2 separate regions of the Pan troglodytes genome follow, and region 1 is linked to region 2. A link is a contact called in public capture Hi-C data. All regions are on one chromosome and are shown on one strand. Each heading gives the region's core, a stretch centred on a gene start, on an enhancer-like site or on the middle of the called end of the contact. The rest is flanking DNA. Distances are from core to core; before and after follow the strand shown. Region 1 has its middle 490 kb from the start of KCNAB2. Region 2 has its middle 380 kb from the start of KCNAB2.

Region 1 (2,700 bases), core at 121-2,620, 110 kb before region 2:
AAGCGACCAGGGGGATTGAGGACAGGGGGAGACAACCTGGGGACAGCAGAAGCTCCTGGAGGTGGGCACCCTGGACGGAGGAGGGAGGAGGGTCCACCTGCCTGCCGGCCTGGGGCTCCCTGGGCACGGGACTCTCCTGCACCAGCTCACTGGTAGCACAGACACGCATGGGAAGGGACCCATCCCCAAGTCACTGTGATGAGTGCCCCTAAAACGACCCAGCCCGTGCGGTTCTGCGGGGTCACAGGTACAGCCTCCTGGGGTCCCCCAGGACAGGGGAGCCTGCAGTGTGCAGAACCGGCCACCAGGTGGCAGCAACACCGCCTCCCCAGGGGTTACTTTGTTACAACTTGGGGAGGATGGAAGGGAGCATGTGGTTGCAAGGAAGCAGCCCCAGAGAGCTGGAAGGAGGGTACTCTGCCCTGTGAACCACATCAGGGGACGTCCAGTGAATCCCAGCAGACCCAGAAGCCAGACCCCCAAGTATGCCTGTCCAATCTCTGCCCTACAGCCCAGCATTTTCCCCCGACCCGTTTCTCTCCCCAACCAGGTTTAAGGAAGCTTTGCAAATTCCTCAGGACCTGCAAGTTTCTGAGAACTAAATTTTGTGTTTTTATTCAACGAGTCTAAAATACGTTCTGCCAGCTCTAGAGGCAAAAACTTTCGCAGAGGTCATTTACCAGGGAAAACGATCTTCCTCAATAAAGGCCTTTGCTTAATCATTACTCCATAAACTGAACTCTGAGGGCTTCAGAGATATTCTCCAGGGCTCAAGAGGAATGGTTTCCTCCAGAGAGATCCATGCATGTACCCAGGTTTGATAAACATTGGGAAAAAGGCAATCGTCACCATAGCTACCTTTTACTCAGTGCTCACCACGTGGCAGGCTCTCTTCTCCACGGAACCCGCAGAAAGAGCCCGGGAGGTGGGTGCCGGTATCACCTCCACTCTGCAGACGAGCAGACTGAGGAAGGAGAAGCCAGCAATGGCAGGGTGGGGATTTGGGCAGGGCGGCCTGACCCATAGCTCCTTCTTAACCTTGGGACCATACTTCTTCCCTCTGGCATCCTGGGACTCCTGTTCTCACCTTTCTCATCCCCTCCTTCCTCCTCACAAGTGGAACTGGGGTGAGGAGCTCCCTCACTGCACAGATTTCCTTATGGAGAGGCAAGACCTGACTCCAGCCTTGTGCTTACGACTGACCATGGCTTAAAGGGCTCTCCCTACTGGGGACGCGTTTCCTTTCCCTGCTTGGCAGTAGCCATGCAGGGCTGATTAGAGCCTCTGCCAAGGGACCACAGCTAACATGGACATTTGATCTCGCTTCCTCTGGAACATAGAGCAAGCCCACAGCAAGGGTCAGTCATCCTGGCTCCCGAGGAAATGTGCACAGAACAGCTCCTTGGCCAGTGTGCTGCCCAGGACTCCAGAGCACCTGGGAGGTGTCCCTGGCCCAGAGGGGATGGGAAAAGGTGGAGAGAGGGGTGGGACGGAGGGGTCCAGGAGCCTGCAAGCTGAGCACCCTAAAGCCTGGCACACCTGGCCGATGTCGAGGGCCCTGATTTTCATACGGGACTGGCTCCTCCGTGACTCAGGCAGCCTATGAGGCCCCATAAATGTGCCGTGTGTGGAATCCAGGACATAATAATTGAGCGTCTTAGGCAAACAGGGAGAGCTGAGAGACAGGAAACACGGAGCTGATGGGCCACAGAAGGGAAATGATCAGAGAGAATCAACCCAGCTTGAAACAAAAACGCATTCCCAAGAGCGAATCTGCAGACTGGTGTCGCAGTGCAAGGCTGGGTGTTGCCCTTGTGTGCCCACACATCACCCTCCTTCAGGAGTGGCAAAAGCACATGAGGCAGAGGCTGTGTGTGTGCGCGTGTGTGTGAGAGAGAGAGAGGGAGAGAGAGAAATGGAGGGAGGGAGAGAGAGAAAGGAAGATCATCTCTTCAAGCCAGGCTCTTAGAAAAAGAGCATCAAAAATATTTTGTGAGGAATTTCCTGAGTTCCACATCTTTAACTCTTGGAATAGAGGCAGAAGGAGATTGTAATTAAAATTGGTAGTGGGGCGGGGGAAGCATCATTATATACAGAATTTCTAAATGCCTGGAAGTGATCTTACGAAGACAAATTGGTTTTCCAACCCCACCCCAGCTATAAAAAGTTATAACTTCTTGAGTCATCAGCACCCTGCTGAACTAGGAGTCTGGATCGTTTTTAGGTAGATGAATGAACTTGAGAAAATTCTTCTCTCCAGGCCTCAATTTCCCTGTTTTCAAACTGCATCCTAAAGAGTGTGGGGCTTCAGCTGAGAAGCCTCATGGATGGTGGTCTGTCCCCACTCCCCCACTCCCGCCATTCAGGCAGGAGGCTCCCCACACCTTCTCTGTAAACCCCAGCTTCAAGCCAAGCTGCTCTTCTTAAAAAAAAATGTCGTATATCTCCTGAAGGAGGTTTCTTTTGAAAACACTGGAACTTAATAACTTCTAAAGTCCCTTCCAGCTCTGATGCCAGGCAGAAGTGTCTGAAATCAGGTGGGGGCCATGAAAACTGCCCTGCACAGCAAAGCAGGCCCAGAAGCTTCCACAATTCAGCTGAGCCCCATAGTGAGTCCATCCTCCTGTGGTCACTCATCCTGCCTCCTCTCTGCAGGTGCCAGCTGGGCCACATGCTGGACTCAAGACTTCTGCCTTTGTT
Region 2 (2,700 bases), core at 189-2,688:
TGAAGGCAGGCCAGGGTGACCAGATATTGCTGGGGCATGATGGAGAATGAGGAACTCCATCAGACATAGTCGAGGTGGTCAGATATCAAGGTGTAGGGGGCTTTCGTTAAACTGACACAGCATGGTTCTTTGCTAAAACTGGATTTTACAAGAAAGTGCACAGAGGGGCCTAGGAGATGGCTCGGGGACCTGGCTAAAGTTTGTTCAAGCAAAGAATCTATGTCGGTGGACATGAATTTGGGAGGGACATTACATTAATCCACTACAGGGAGCCACAGGAGGGCTTTGGGGACAGGCAGGACATGAGCTGACCTGGGTTTTAGAAGGATCCCTCTGGCTGCTGCAGAACAAGCATGGAAGCAGAGAGGCAGAAGTTCAGACACTGCTGCAGTGAGCCAGACAAGGGAGGGTGCAGCCTGGGCGGGGCGCTCGCCGTGGAAGTGGGAGAAACAGTTGGATTCTAGCACAATCTTGAAGGCAGAAACAAGAAGCCTTGCTAATGTGCGGGACTCCTTCACCTGCTAGCCAGGCTCCCCCAGACCCTCCCCTAGACGCATTTCTGTGCTTTAGTTTCAAATTATCCCCCGCTGCAGCCTGGCCCTCCTCCATGCATATTGCAATGCCCTTAGCCCTGCAATCTTCAGGCTGCTGTGGTCTGGGAGAGCTATTTCCAGCCACAACGGCCTGTGGCCCACATGGCCCCAACCCCTCACTCTCTTTGGGGTGTGTGTGGTGGTGGCGGGGTAGGGGACAGCTTCTATTGGTCAGGCCAAGGCAAAAAAAAAAAAAAAAAAAAAAAAGCGGATGTGAATCTTGAGACTAGATTGAAATGCTGGTCCCTGAGCCCAGGCCACTGTTGCCTTTTCTGGCATGGTGCAGAGAACAGTCAGTCATAGGTGCACATGGTAGCCCCCTGGTGGGGACAGTGGTCCCTCTGCATCTTCTAAGCCCCCATGGTAGCTTCATTCCTGATACTTCATGTCCCCTAAAGAGTCATGGGGCATAGGGCAGAAAATATTGCATAAAAACGCCTTCCTCTGGGCCCCTTCAAGTGTCGCAAACTGTGGAAGACGTGTTCATTAGAGGCCACTAAGGAGCCCTGAATAAGCATAGTTCCTGCCCCACTGCAGAGGATTTTGATCAGGAGCTGCACCTGGTAAGGAACAGAACGTCCTCTTGAGAAAATCACTGGATTTATTTTAAGGAAAATCAACTTTAAAGCAATCACTGACACCATGGAGACCATCTGTGTTCCAGAGGTAGGCATAGAGTGATTAGGGGGAGACATAACAGGCAGGACCCCCTGAGTAAGGCAGCTTCCTAAATATGCAATCCCGGGGTTCAGGTGAGGACTAGGGAGAGCCTGTTTCATTCCTTCTATTTTGCATGTCTCTCCAGGGTAGACTGAGCCAGTCTACCCTCAATGCTGGGAGCTGACCAGCATGCAGTCAGTGCTGAGGCTGAATTCATTTGATCTGAGCCCATTGTCAAAGCAAGGGGAGAGGGGGCAGCCTTTGGGAGCTGCACTCCCTCTGCTGGGCCACCTAGGGAAATTCAGGAAGGGCCCTCCCACCTCCAACCAACCTCCAACAGTGAAAATTCTCTTGTGATTTTCAAGACTCTCAATTAGAACTGAATTTCCTACTTCTAGCCCAGATGTGAGGGCTGAGTGAGGGTGTCTGGAAAACGGGCATCTGAACCTCATCACTCACAGGCTGACGAGGGAGCAGCTCCAGAGACTCAAGAAGTAGCCCCAAGCCAGGCAAGGTGGCTCACGCCTGTAATCCCAGCACTTTGGGCGGCTGAGGTGGGCAGATCACCTGAGGTCAGGAGTTCAAGACCAGCCTGACCAACATGGTGAAACCTCGTCTCTACTAAAAATACAAAAATTAACCGGGCATGGTGGCACCCACCTGTAATCCCAGCTACTCAGGAGGCTGAGGCAGGAAAATCACTTGAACCCAGAAGGTGGAGGTTGCAGTGAGCCAAGATCACGTCACTGCACGTCACTGCACTCCAGCTATATGACTGGAAGAAGAAGTAGCCTTGGGAGAGGATCCTGCAGCAGGTCTCCTGCTATCTTCCACTCTAACGGGAGTGGGGCCACACTTGCTGCCAGGTGGCCTGGCCAAGAATTAGATGCCCTGGCCGAACCCGCTGGGTGTGGGGCATTATGAGCCTCTTCTCTCTGGTACAGCATCCATGGGCATCGCTGGGCAGGGGCCAGCTTCCTCTGCAGGTTCTTGGTGATGTACGTATGGGCACAGGCCCTGTTCACCACAAGAACCCAGAGTAGAGATGTCTGTGGTTTCTCATCTCAGCAGACAATGAATTTCAAACCCTGTCTTCACGTCCAGGTCTCTAGGGGAGGCAAAGGACGCCCAGAATCCTCTCATTGCTGTGGACAGTCAAGACCTCACCTAAAAGAATGATACCGCCTTTTCCCACATGCTACTTGGGAAGGAAGGGAACAATCATGGTTTTTTGTTTAGTATTTTTTCAGATGTCTGTGCCTATATACATATTTGTACCATTTGTCTTAAATTCCTTTTGGAACAAGACTGGGTTTAAATAAATAGCAAAATAATAATATATGCATATAGTTAGAATCATAGGCTACTTATATTTTAATCCTCCTTTCACGTAACATTGTAGCATAAGTGTTTCCCCACATTGTTGTAGATTCCCAAGTCTCATTTT

The links. Capture Hi-C pulls out chosen DNA fragments and counts their contacts.
Region 1: a contact with region 2 is called in a capture Hi-C map of stem cell-derived neural stem cells, with 2.9 times the contacts expected there. The contact joins two enhancer-like sites. A contact is called at or near these places in 2 of 7 Hi-C or Micro-C datasets (induced pluripotent stem cells and stem cell-derived neural progenitor cells) and 1 of 1 other capture datasets (stem cell-derived neural stem cells).

What each region holds. Positions count from the first base shown.
Region 1 is chr1:226,504,126-226,506,825 of NHGRI_mPanTro3-v2.0_pri, reverse strand. No RefSeq gene overlaps it. Among named protein-coding and RNA genes, the nearest start is that of KCNAB2, 490 kb to the right of the region's middle. Within about 2 kb of position 1,370, at least 2 of the 24 cell types and tissues checked have an H3K27ac peak or open chromatin away from gene starts, as enhancers often do. A contact at or near this core is called in stem cell-derived neural stem cells, where this site is marked.
Region 2 is chr1:226,393,554-226,396,253 of NHGRI_mPanTro3-v2.0_pri, reverse strand. No RefSeq gene overlaps it. Among named protein-coding and RNA genes, the nearest start is that of KCNAB2, 380 kb to the right of the region's middle. Within about 2 kb of position 1,438, at least 2 of the 24 cell types and tissues checked have an H3K27ac peak or open chromatin away from gene starts, as enhancers often do. A contact at or near this core is called in stem cell-derived neural stem cells, where this site is marked.